Linked DNA regions of Sus scrofa: region 2 is linked to region 1. Evidence: chromatin contacts called from public HiChIP or PLAC-seq data. All regions are on one chromosome and are shown on one strand. Each heading gives the region's core, a stretch centred on a gene start, on an enhancer-like site or on the middle of the called end of the contact. The rest is flanking DNA. Distances are from core to core; before and after follow the strand shown. Region 1 holds the start of ATG16L2 (autophagy-related protein 16-2). Region 2 has its middle 14 kb from the start of FCHSD2.

Region 1 (5,745 bases), core at 623-3,122:
GATCGTCTTTTTTTCTTTTTTTTAAAATCCTTTTAGGGTTGCACCTGTGGCATATGGAGGTTCCCAGCGTAGGGATCGAATCTGAGCTGTAGCCGCTGGCCTACGAAACAGCCACAGCAACGCCAGATCCGCACCTCATCCGCAACCTACCCCACAGCTCACGGCAACGCTGGATCCTCGACCCACTGAGCGAGGCCGATAAACCTGCATCCTCATGGATTCTAGTGGGATTTATTTCCAAGGAGCCACAGCGGGAGCGCCTCGACCATCTCCTTTGATGCACAAAAGCTTTTTTTCCCCTTTGTTGCTTGTGCTTTTGGTATCATATTCATGAAATCATAGTCATGAAGATTTCTCCCAATTCAAAGATTTTTTTTTTCTTTTTCTTTTTAGGGCCGCACCTGTGGCACATGGAGGTTCCCAGGCTAGGGCTCGAATCAGAGCTGCAGCTGCCGGCCTACACCACAGCCACAGCAACGCGGGATCTGAGCCACATCTGCCCTGGCCCTGAGCCTCCATGGGTACCATTTGCTTCTCTTCGGTACACTAGTTAATGTTAACACCCACTACCCACTCCCTGAATAGACAGGCCAGGCTGGGGCTGGGGCTAAGATCGCAGGTTTAACTCTGTACAGGTGCAGCAAAGTTTTCCTGGAGGAAGTGACCCATGAGTAGAAGCCAGGCCCACTAGAGGGAAAGGTGTTCCAAACAGCAGGCGTAGGGCGACCAAAGGAAATGAGGGTCAAAGACAATGGCACAGGGGGACAAAGCCCAATTCACTGTGGTTTCAAAGCAGAGCAGAGTACCCTCTCCTGTGGTGTCACTGGCATTGATAGCTTTTCAAGACCTGTAGCCCGCCCTCTCCACATTTCAACAGACCTGTCACCTCCATGGCCTGCATGGCCTCAGTGAGTCCCTCCTTTCATTCGTCACACCAGCCTGTCTGCAGAGCTCTGGACAGTTCCCTGCAAACTCATGATTCACTGTCAAGTGCACCTGCAAGAGATGCTGCTGCTGCTCCAGGGGCTGCCCAACAGGGTACAGAACGATCAGCAGAACTCGGTCAGGATACTGCGTTGGTGGCCAGCTCAGCCATCCTCTCCCGTGCAGTCTCAAGCAAGCCTCTTCCCCACTCTGAGCCAGGGGCTTCTTAGATGAAATCAGCTGCATGCCTTTACTCTCAGGGGCCTGAAGTTTCTGCATGAACTGGACCCTTAAGCCTTGCTCCACACAAGGACGGTTCTTTCTCCCGTCCTTCCAGGCCCGAATCTGCTGGAACGTTTTATGCCCTTGAACCTCTGCACTTGTTCTCTCCACTGCCTGGATTTTGCTTCTTTCTCCTCCTGGCCAATTCCTACTGCATCCCTCACCACCTGACTCGAGGCCATCACCTCCGAGAAGCAGGGCCTCCTTTCTTCAGTCCTTCTTTTTCCGTGGTTTCTCATCTCGCTGTCACATATTGCCTGCCTTGTGTCGGTGTCGCCTCCCCTCACAGGTCTCGAGGGCAGAGTCCGGGAGTGGGGGGAGGGGGCTGCACCCAGTTTCAAGCGCCGCCTGGTCCAGAGCGTCTGTTACCTTAGCGTTCGGTGTGGGCGCCTTGGGGTTAAAACACGGAGGCCTCGGAGGCGGCGCCTGCGGAGCGTGCCAACAGGAGAGGGGGAGCCGCCCGGAGGCTCCGACCTCGTCCCCTCTCACCGCCCCCGAAAGCTTACAGGAGTCCCCACTCAGGTGCGACTTTGGTGGGGTCCGAGGGTCTAGACCCTGGGGGCGGCTTCTCCCACGTTTTCCTTCCGTTCTCCCCCCAAAACGCTTTTGGTACAACCCGGGGATTCCCCGCCAGCCGCGTGACGTCACGGAGTCCCCGCCGGGCCCCGCCCCGCCCGGCCGCGCCCACCTCTGCGAGAGCAGCGCGCGGGGCGGGCGGCAGCGGGCGGCCATGGCGGGGCCCAGCGACCCCGGCGCCCCTGTCGCCTGCTGGAAACGCCACATCGTGCGGCAGCTTCGACTCCGGGACCGCACGCAGAAGGCCCTCTTCCTGGAGCTGGTGCCAGCCTGTGAGTGCTGGTGCCCGGGGGGCCCTATGACCGTCGGGGGCGCGGGGAGAGGGTTTGGCTGCTTCGGCTTTGACCCTGGCGTATCATCTTTTCGTCTCCGAAGCTTGAGCCTTCTAGAGCCCCTGTTACGCCCCATCTCCGACTAGCCGGTGTTCTTGCCCGTTACGAACCCGGGTCTGCTTAGAGCCCTTTGCCGGATGGAGCTCTGGCTCTTCCTTGCGCCTGGGGGCCCGGCTCTGCCTCTCAACAACTGGGCTTCCTAGGAACGGGTTCGTCAGCGAGTGTTGGTTTGTTAGGGTCGCTTAGACGTCCCCTTCCTGGGCAGTCTCCAGGGTAGAGCCTGATCAGTCCATCTGGTCCCCATAAGCACAGCGAAAGATCACAGGACTGTCCAGAGCAGTTACTTCTAAACTCTAGAGAGGAAGTTCAGAGTCCGAAGCTTTGCCACTGAGAGGCTCAGGTTTTTGGAGCATCTCTCTGTCCAGCCACCTCTGGCCTGAGGGAGAAGCAGGGGGCCCCAGGCTTTGGAGGGCCGTGGCTGAGCCTGGGGAAGTCAGACTCTCAGACCTGTTTCTGGGAAGCTGGTCAGGAAAGGGTATGCAGTTCAAGTCGGGATGAAGAGCTGTACATCTGGGTGCAGTGCCTCTGGTCGGCTGAGATTCTGTGTCAGGGGTTGAAAGTCTAACCACAGTCCCTTCCGCTCCATCACTGGTCCTAACCTTGGCTGCTACTTAACTGTCTCCTCCAACCCCCACAACTGAATCTGCTGCTTCGTCCTGGGCGATTTCTTTGCAACCTTCTGGCCATCAGTCCTCCGCCTTCAGGGATGAGGCCAGCCCCATGCCTCTAGGCAGCCTCACTTCTCCGTGGCTCTGAGGGACAGTGGAACCTTCCAGTTACCCTCACCCCCTGGGGTGGCAGATGTGTGGGATTGGAGAGATGCTGGAGGGCTGAACACAGACTCCCAGTTGGTTCTGTCTTCTCTGGTTTGGGGCAGGTCATAGCCCTAAGCCTCAGGTTTCTCACCAGTAAACTGGACGGACTAGCATCTCGTTTGGATTTGCTGGGCAGGAGTGGGGGTTGTGGTGGGGTTTTGTGTGAGAACAAGTCCAGTGAGAGCGAGGAGCTGCGGAGCTAGGCCTGGGCTTATCCACCGCCCTAACCTGGAACCGGCTGAGAAAGAGGAAGTGCCCACGAGTGGGGGTGGAGGGTTGTGTTCCAGGCTTCGTAGCAGAAACTACCAAACTTGAGAACTTGCTGTTTTGGCCTGTGGGGAACGTTACACCAGCCCTGGGGAAATCAGGATTTTTTTTTTGATCTGGAAAGTCTGAGCCTCCGGAGGGGAAGTAACTTGCCGAAGGCCACAGGCTGGTGGAGCTCAGTTTGTCTCATTGCTCTCTGGGCCCAGGCCCGGCCCTGGGGGAGGCAGGATCCATCCCCAGCTCCTTCGCTCACTCAGGCCCTGCTCTGCCATCTCCCTCCCCAGCCGTGGTGGTCCTTCTCTGCTTCTCTGTCCTGGGGGAAGCAGGTCTTCTCCTGGGAGGGCCTGGGGGCTGTGCTCTTAGGAGGGAGTGCAAGGGCTGGAGATTCTGGCAGAGCTACACCAACTCCCCTCGGGATCCCTGGGCTCCTGCAGCCCTCGCAGCCAGAGGCAGCTTGCACACCTGGAGTCTGCTGGAAAGGGTCTATCTGTGCTCCAGGCTCGCCCCCTTGCACCCCTAGATAACCGTCTCCTAGAGAAGGCTGAGCTGCTGGCCCGGTTCTCAGAGACACTGCTGCCAGAGCCAAACAGTGTCACGCCAGCTACCCACCAGGGCCCCTGGTAAGTGTGTGTGTGTGACAGGGGGTGGTGGTCACAATGGGCTTCCTGTGCCTGGCCCTGCTGCCACTGCCTTGGCTGGGCTCATTCTCTCCCTGGTACCTCCATGGCCCCTGACCGATGCCCAGGGGAGGGGCAGTCGTTCCCCAGGGCAGCTCCTTGTCCTCCACTTCTCAGCCGTCTCTCTGCGTCTGTCCAGTGGCCTCCCCTCCCACTCCTGTGCGCCTCACCTGCCGCCTACAGAGAGGCAGGACGCTGTCTGCTCCGCAGGTGGACGGAGGATGAGGACCGGGATGGGCTGGGCGTCCTTCTTGAGGAGAGTTCTGGCCCGGGAACTCAAGGCCTGCGGAGACCGCAGAGCATGGGAGTCGCGGGCAGCTCGTTTCTGGAGACTTGCTCTTTCCTCTGCTGACTGTCTGGCTCCCACCTTCCTCGGGAGAAAGGTCACGGCTTTGCTTTCAAACTCCTGCGCATCCTCTGGGCGGGTGGAGGGTGGAATGAACGGCACTCTGTGATTGGTTGGCAGGGAGGAGGAGGAGGCGGGGCCTGACTCAGACCAAGTCCCATCACCAGCAGCTCTGAGGGTGAAGTGGCAAGAGGAGGAGGAGGGGCTCCGGCTGGAGTGCGGAGAGGTAGGCTGGGCAGGGCTCTGAGAGGATGGGCTGGGGCAGGACGTTGGGGCTGGGAGATGTGGTCCAAGGGAGCCAGCAAGTGAGGGGCATCCCCTTGGGGGTTAGAGCGCCCCCTGGCCTGGCCCTGGCAGCTCAGGATGACGTGCCCCTGGAGGCAGTGAGGTGAGAGCCCGGGGAGGAGTGCGAGGTGTGCAGGGACCAGGCAGCCTCGGTCCCCCTCTGGACGGTCCAGCCTGCTCTGCTCACCACCTGCCCCGCAGCCTCCGGGCCCAGCACCAGTTGATGCTCCTCCGCAGTCGCAGACCAGCGTCAGATGGCCCGCCTCCGCGGTGGGGGGCTGCCGCTGCCCACACCGCTGGATGTGGTGTCTCTTGGCTTCTGTTTCAGCACATCCCTTGGTTTTCCTTTCGCTTCTGTAGCTGTTGCTTCCGCTCTGCCTTCTCTGGTTCCTTTCCCTCCTCTTTATCCCTCTCCCTTCAGATGTGGGTGTTCTTTGGGGTGAGGGACCCCCGGGGCCTCGGAGACCTTGGGTTTTCTAACTCCCAGACCCATCGCCGGCTCAGCCTTCTCTTAGGAGCTCCGGACGCTCAGTTCCTCTTTGGACCTCACATCTAAAATCCTCTCCCCGGAATCATGTGGCCAGCACCACACTGAGCTGACGCCCTGAGGACACTGGGCTGAGTAGTACTTCCATAACTTTAGGTTCCGGAAGAAACTGAGGCTCAGAGAGGTGGAGGCCGGATTTGAACTCCCTCCTGCATGAATCCACCTTCCATGATCTCCATTCTTTCAACAAATATTTACTGGCAGTCAGTCGCTACGGTCAAGGCACAGGCATTACAGCTGTAGAGAAACCCCGGCCCCATGAGCTTCGGGTCCCTGGAGGCCAGTGGGCCAGCAGACACCTGCCTGGTTGCTACACACGCCAGGTCACCTGCTCACCCAGTGCGGGGATGGGGCTGTGAAGCCGGTGAGCTCCTCTTCCACAGCCCCTGTTGTGGTTGCAGCTTGACATGTGAGGTGGTTCTCAAGCATCTGAGCCCCGCTCTGGGCTGTGAGCGCCCCAGGCCGGGGGTGCCTCTGGCTCACCTCCACTGTGTCCCTGGGGCCCGTCCCCACAGCTCAGCCTACTGACTTTGTAGACTAGCTGATAAATAAGGTGGATTGTTCCTCCCGGCCTTGGGAATCACCCGGCTGGAAACTCATAGGCCCTTTGACTCCTCCCAGCCCTCCATCCCGA
Region 2 (5,862 bases), core at 1,520-4,019, 290 kb after region 1:
TTAGGCCCTGTATAAACAAACCGCCTGCCACTTTCAGGTGAGTGGTACCATCTGTGTCTTGTTGGGACTCTGAATGATGCTGTCCCTGAAATTCTCCCTGTTAGCTAAGTGGGAGGAGGAGGGAGTGAGCGGGGCCATCCTTAGAGGATAAGAAAGAACAGCCGAGTTCTGGCTGGAGGAGCCAGTGCCAACGAGGGAGGCAGAAAGGATGCACCTGGCCTCCTGAGTCTGCCTTCCTGGCAGGAGACGTGGGCTGGCACGAGCAGGAGGCCAGCTGCTAACAGAAAGTTCTGCAGAGTCGGCCCAAAGCTCAAGCTAAAGCTCGGAGCATCTTCTCTTCCACTGAGGCCTGTCTGGTACCCGCGAGCACTGGCACTTGCTGGTTCCTAACTGGTCCCCGGACTTGCTAATCAGATTAAAGGGCAAACTACTGAATGCCGAGGACTCATGAATTTGAAATCCTGTGGCGTTTATTTTCCTGTGATCAGGAAAGGCACCTTTCGGTAGAGGTACCTCCGAGGAAACTCAGTAAATGCATCATTTTTTTCCCTTAACAGGAGATGGGGAGCTTGGCGCCGAGGCAGGAGGGGGTCTACCTTGTGCTACGGAGTAGGGGTGTCAGAGATCTGGGGACCGGGTTTGTCTCTAAAGTGAGAGAGCGGATCGGGCCTGAACATCCCACCAGCTCTCCTGGGCTCTTTCAATGCTAATGCGTCCACATTTCAAGCCACCACGGTTCCACATCTCCCCTAGTTCTCTCTCTTCCCCAGCAAAGCTGAGTATGTGTGGGAGGCAGAGGAAGCAGGGCCAAATGGGGCATCCAGGAGGCTCCCTCGAAGAGAGTGGGGGCCTGTGGGGAGGGAAAGGGGCCTCTCCCCCTGGATGCTCTCTGAGCTGGGACTCTGCAGGCTCATCCTGGTGCTGCAGCTGGAATCAAGTGTGGTGAGAAAGTGGGGCTGTGGGCAGGGGGGACCTACGAGACTGGGGCTGTTTGTGAACACAGAGAGTGGATTAGAGAGTTCTAAAGACAGGCGGCTCATGGAAGGGCCTACGTCAGCAAGCTTGTCAGGATCAAGATATTGGGGGGCCTGGGAGGAACATGGGGCACCCCTCCCAGTTCCTCATACTTGCCATGGCTCCATATGAAAGAGCGTGAGGTTGAGAGGAGGCACAGAGGGCCAGCCAGCAGCCACAAGGAGTAGGGTCCCCCATTTGGGGGAGGGGCTGGGGACAGACCCATGGTAGGGACAAAGGAAGGCCAGGCAGCCCCTGTCCGTGGAAGTCCTTGGCAATGAGGGGCCAAGGGAGAGCTGAGTGACACCCAGGAAGTCACGGGTGTTCCCTCTGTGGACATCACCACATCACAGAGGCCACCAAGGGCAAACAGAACCGGAGCAAGGTCAGGGACAGGTCTCTGAAGCAGAATGAAGCCGGGGGGGCAAGAGAGCTCACAGGCCTTCTCTCCACCCCCAGGAGTTAGTGATGAGAAAAGAGAGCGGAGCATGCCCCTGGCCTATCACGGTCCCCAGCCACCAAGCCTCTCTAGTCACATTCTAGCCTGGGTGGGGTAGAGGGTTGCTGTGAATTGGGTAAGAGGTTGAAGTTTTTGCTTTGTTTTTTGTCTTTTTTTTTTTGCCTTTTCCAGGGCCAGCATATGGAGGTTCCCAGGCTAGGGGTCGAATTGGAGCTGTAGCTACTGGCCTACACCAGAGCCACAGCAACACGGGATCCAAGCTGAGTCTGCAACCACAGCTCACGGCAACGCCGGATCGTTAACCCACTGAGCAAGGGCAAGGACCGAACCCGCAACCTCATGGTTCCTAGTTGGATTCGTTAACCACTGCGCCACAAGGGGAACTCCGAGATTGAAGTTTTAAACTGGACGGGTCTAGGTTTAAATAACTGAATGAGGAGTTCTCATTGTGGTTTGGTGGGTTAAGAACCCAGCTAGTATCCATGAGGATGTGGGTTTGATCCCTGGCCGTGCTCAGTGGGTGAATGACCCAGTGTTGCTGTGGCTGTGGTGTAGGCCGGCAGCTGCAGCTTTGATTCACCCCATGGCCCGGAAACTTCCATGTGCTGCAGATGTGGCCCTAAAAGAAAAGACCAGAAGGTTATTAAAACTGCCTGTGGTGTTAAAAAAGAGGAAAGAGGAAAGGGAATGATGAGGAAGATTAAAAAGACCCAGAATTTCTTCATGCAACTACCTCAACAGGTTGAACCAAACTCCTCAGCAACCAGGTGTGCTAAGAAAATGACCACTGGCCTCCCATCTCCATAGTGAGGCATCCCTCCCACCTGAGCCGAAGAGAGCACCTGGGGACCAGAGCACCTGCCAAAGAGCCTGAGCTTCACCTTGACTGGGCCGCCTTGGCTGACAAGCCTCTCTTGAACCCATCCCTGGACCGAAGAGGTGGCAGGTACTGATTGTTCGAGCTCAGGTCATATTTCTACCCCTGGAGGTGGCCTCCCCGGGACCACAGCATTCCCAGAAGGGAGGTGGGAACTGCAGGGAAGAAGGAAGGAAGGATGAATTGGGGGAAATTTCGCGTTGGGGAAACTTTTGGCATAAAGTTTCTGTCCCAGGAAGAGAGTGGAACCAAAACAAAAACGTACAGGAGTTTTATAATTCCCAGAATAACAGCCATTGACACGCTTAAAGATGACACTAACGGGGGGGTTGGAGCAGCAGGGCAGAGTTAAATATCCCGGCAGTAAGGAAAAGGAGGCCCTGTTCCCCGGTGGCCCAGTGAAGGACTCAGCATTGTCACCGCTGTGGCTGCTGTGGCTCAGTACAGGAACTTGCGCAGGCCGTGGGTGCAGCCAAAACAAACAAACGAGAAAGATTTTTAAAAAGAAAGAACGAAACAGGCGGCCAGGAGAGCTCTGAGCTGAGGGCGAGCTCCTGGGGGCTGGGAGGGGCCTCTGGATGAAGGGAGGGCAGGAAGGGGAGCTTCGGGACTAAAGGCACGTCTGAAGGGGATTTTCCGAAGTGAAATGGTGAAAGTGAAAGTGAAGGAAGCCAAGAGCAGAGCCCTCGCCCCCGTTTTCCCGTGTGAAATCAGCAGTTACAGGGTCAGTCTCTTCGGCTGTGGGCATGACGACCGAATGCAAGGTGGCAGCCAGGACTGGGTCCTGGGACAAAAGTGGGACATGGCTGCAAACGCTGGTGAAGTCCACTTACAGCCTCGAGTGTAGTTCATAGCCACTGTTGGAGGTTCCCCCCACCCCCCGCCAAAAAAGAGAGAGAGAGAGAGAGACAAAAAATAGTAATTAATGTCAATTTCTTTGTTGTGACAGTGTGTCTGTCCCTTAGAACGTACCATGTTAACGAAGGAAACTGGGTAACGGGTATAGGAGACATCTCCGTACATTTTTGCAACTTTTCCATAAATCTACAGTTATTCCAGATAAAGTTTATTTATGTATGTATTTGTTCATTTATTTGTCTCTTTAGGGCCACACCCGTGGCCCAGAGACGTTCCCAGGCTAGGGGATCGAATCAGAGCTGTAGCTGTCGGCCTCCACCACAGCCACACAACACAGGATCCGAGCCACGTCTGTGACCTACACCACAGCTCACGGCACCGACGGATCCCTGACCCACGAGCGAGGCCAGGGATCGAACCCACGTCCTCAGGGATACTCGTCAGGTTCGTTGACCACTGAGCCATGACGGGAACGCCTAAAGTGTATTTTTAAAAGAGTCCCTTTCTCGTAGCATAAATTCACATTTACTGTGTGGAGGGGCACTGCTTCTGGCATTTCACATATAAGTAAACTCTAGGTATTGTGGTGTCCCTGGCACCGTGTGGGGCGGTAGAGAGAGGAAGGAGCCAAGTGGCATTCATAACAGGATCCTGTGGCCTGAGTGCGAGAGGATGAGCTGAAGTTATGATGCACTTGGCAGCGGGCAGGGCACACAACTTGTGCCCGGAAAAGATCAGCATATCTGGAGATGTTATAAAGGCCTGCCCTCTCCCCTCGGCCTCCCACAGCCCCGGGTCCCTCCTCCCTGGGTTTGGGAGGTGGGCTGTGCCATCAGTGGGTTAGCTGAGTTTTTCCATAGGGCCGAGAACCCCAGCCTAGGTGCCTTTGCCTCTGTGGGGCAGGTTGGCTACGTCTTCCCTCCTGCCCCGTGTGTGGACAAATGAGATGACTGTGCTGGGTTCTGACCTGACTAATTTCATTTAATCCTTCTATCAACCTGGAAGGGTAGCAATCACTGTCTCCATTTTACAGATGGGGAAACAGAGGCTGCAGAGCCTGGTATTTGCTTTCCCTCAGAGCAACCTCTTGAGACGAATAAGACAAACAGCACCAGTAACTGTGGGGCCAGTTGAGCTGATAAGCAGAAAAAAAAAAAAAAACAAAAACTGGAAGAACATGGAGAGGAAAGGTCACTTCTGTGTCCCTCAGTCAGCAGACTTTGGAGCCAAGAAGTTTTCCAGGGAGAAGGGGACGAAGAGAACATTCGAGATGAGGAAATAGTGAGAAGCCTGGCACCGAGCTGGAACACCTGGAAATCTGGCAGTGCACGGGCGGGGTGCCTGGGTGGGTTGGAGCCCAGGATCCAGGCAGGGAGTGGGCTGAGACCAAAGCAGAGAGGGCCGGGACCCCAAAGCACACTTTACACCCTGCTGCGCAGGCTCTGCTGCCTTTCGGGATCTGCCCTGAGGCTGCCGTCAGCGGTGCATCATTCGTGGCTCAGGAGCCCCCCGCCCCAAAAACTCTGGTTCTATCAGAAGCCTCTGCTAAGGCCTCTATGGGTCAGTGCTGGGAGGACTCAAAACGGAGCCTAGACGGAAGAAGCAGTTTCGTATCTATCTTGTGCCAAGCCCTACAATGGGCGGTGGGGACCGGGACACTCAGTCCCTTTCCCTAGAGCGTTTGAGTTGGGGAGTATCCCCACTGCCATGCGCCATGTGGTCAGCTAGTCCCTGAGAATCAGGGCTCAGGACTGTGGAGGCCCAGGGGGGACCCCCAGCCTCTGGGGGGAAGGGGCGGGATTCCCAGCCAGACCTCACCAACCTGGTGGCAGGGTAGCCAGCATGATCAGCAGTGCCAGGGGAAGGAGAACCCAGGTTCTATTCTGGCTGCCTCTCCAGGAGGAAGTCAGATCCAGGAGGTGGAGGGCCCAGCAGGGTGAGCCAGGCCTCCACCCCCGGGCGGCCCCCTTCCTCCGGGAGGGTGTTCTGGGCATGGCCCCGTGGTGACGCTGGACCGGAGCTGGGCTCCCAGCCGACGTGCTGGCCTCTCGCTGTTTCCGGTGACCTCTAGAGCCCCACGTTGGGTGTGATGCAGGGAACCTGCGTGTGCCAGCTGTCTGGAACGGGACCAGCCCAGCAACGGCCTCCCCCCTCACGTGGTCGGGCTTGTGACACCGAAGTGCAGGCCTCTTTCGGGTGCTCTGGTTACTTCTCCAAGGACATGCAAAGTATAAAGTCCTCTGGGCCCACAGCCCAGCCCGAAACACGCGCTTCTGCGGCGCTCCAGAGGAAGGGTGGTGAGGAGGCAGGTGCCATGCTTACGGGCTCAGAAGTGCAGCCGTCACGAGGGGGCTTTTCTGCAAGCAAGCATTCTTGCCATTCTTGCGAGATGAGTGGGGAGGGGCCGAAATGGACCCCCCATTTCGGCAGCGAAGGGCCTAGACAGACCCAGAGGCTCATGGGACACTGAACACTGAGAAGGGAGCCGTGGGGCAGCGGGGCGGGAGCCCAGCGGCTCTCCGCGTCCTCGACGAGATGCAGAAGAGCTGGTGAAGCTGGATACAGGGCGGACTCTGCCACAGAGAACGAGAGACCTGAGCTCACAGCCGGAGGCGAGGAGGCCGAAGGGCATGGCTGCCTGACTGGGCATCCC

The links. HiChIP or PLAC-seq counts read pairs in DNA pulled down with a chosen protein or histone mark.
Region 2: an H3K27ac HiChIP or PLAC-seq map of alveolar macrophages shows a contact between it and region 1. The contact joins the enhancer-like site here to the promoter of ATG16L2 in region 1. A contact is called at or near these places in 1 of 5 promoter capture datasets (liver), 10 of 47 Hi-C or Micro-C datasets (embryonic fibroblasts, heart right ventricle, mesenteric adipose tissue and 5 more) and 2 of 2 datasets of contacts at active chromatin or transcription factors (alveolar macrophages and skeletal muscle).

The regions. Positions count from the first base shown.
Region 1 is chr9:7,345,101-7,350,845 of Sscrofa11.1, forward strand. It overlaps ATG16L2 (autophagy-related protein 16-2), which reads left to right and starts at 1,873. Exons shown (of 17, transcript XM_013977351.2): 1 at 1,873-2,054; 2 at 3,777-3,876; 3 at 4,400-4,505. The coding sequence starts at 1,937. It also overlaps a transcript of STARD10 not described here.
Region 2 is chr9:7,631,427-7,637,288 of Sscrofa11.1, forward strand. No RefSeq gene overlaps it. Among named protein-coding and RNA genes, the nearest start is that of FCHSD2, 14 kb to the left of the region's middle. Within about 2 kb of position 2,770, at least 47 of the 83 cell types and tissues checked have an H3K27ac peak or open chromatin away from gene starts, as enhancers often do. A contact at or near this core is called in alveolar macrophages, liver, mesenteric adipose tissue and 4 more, where this site is marked.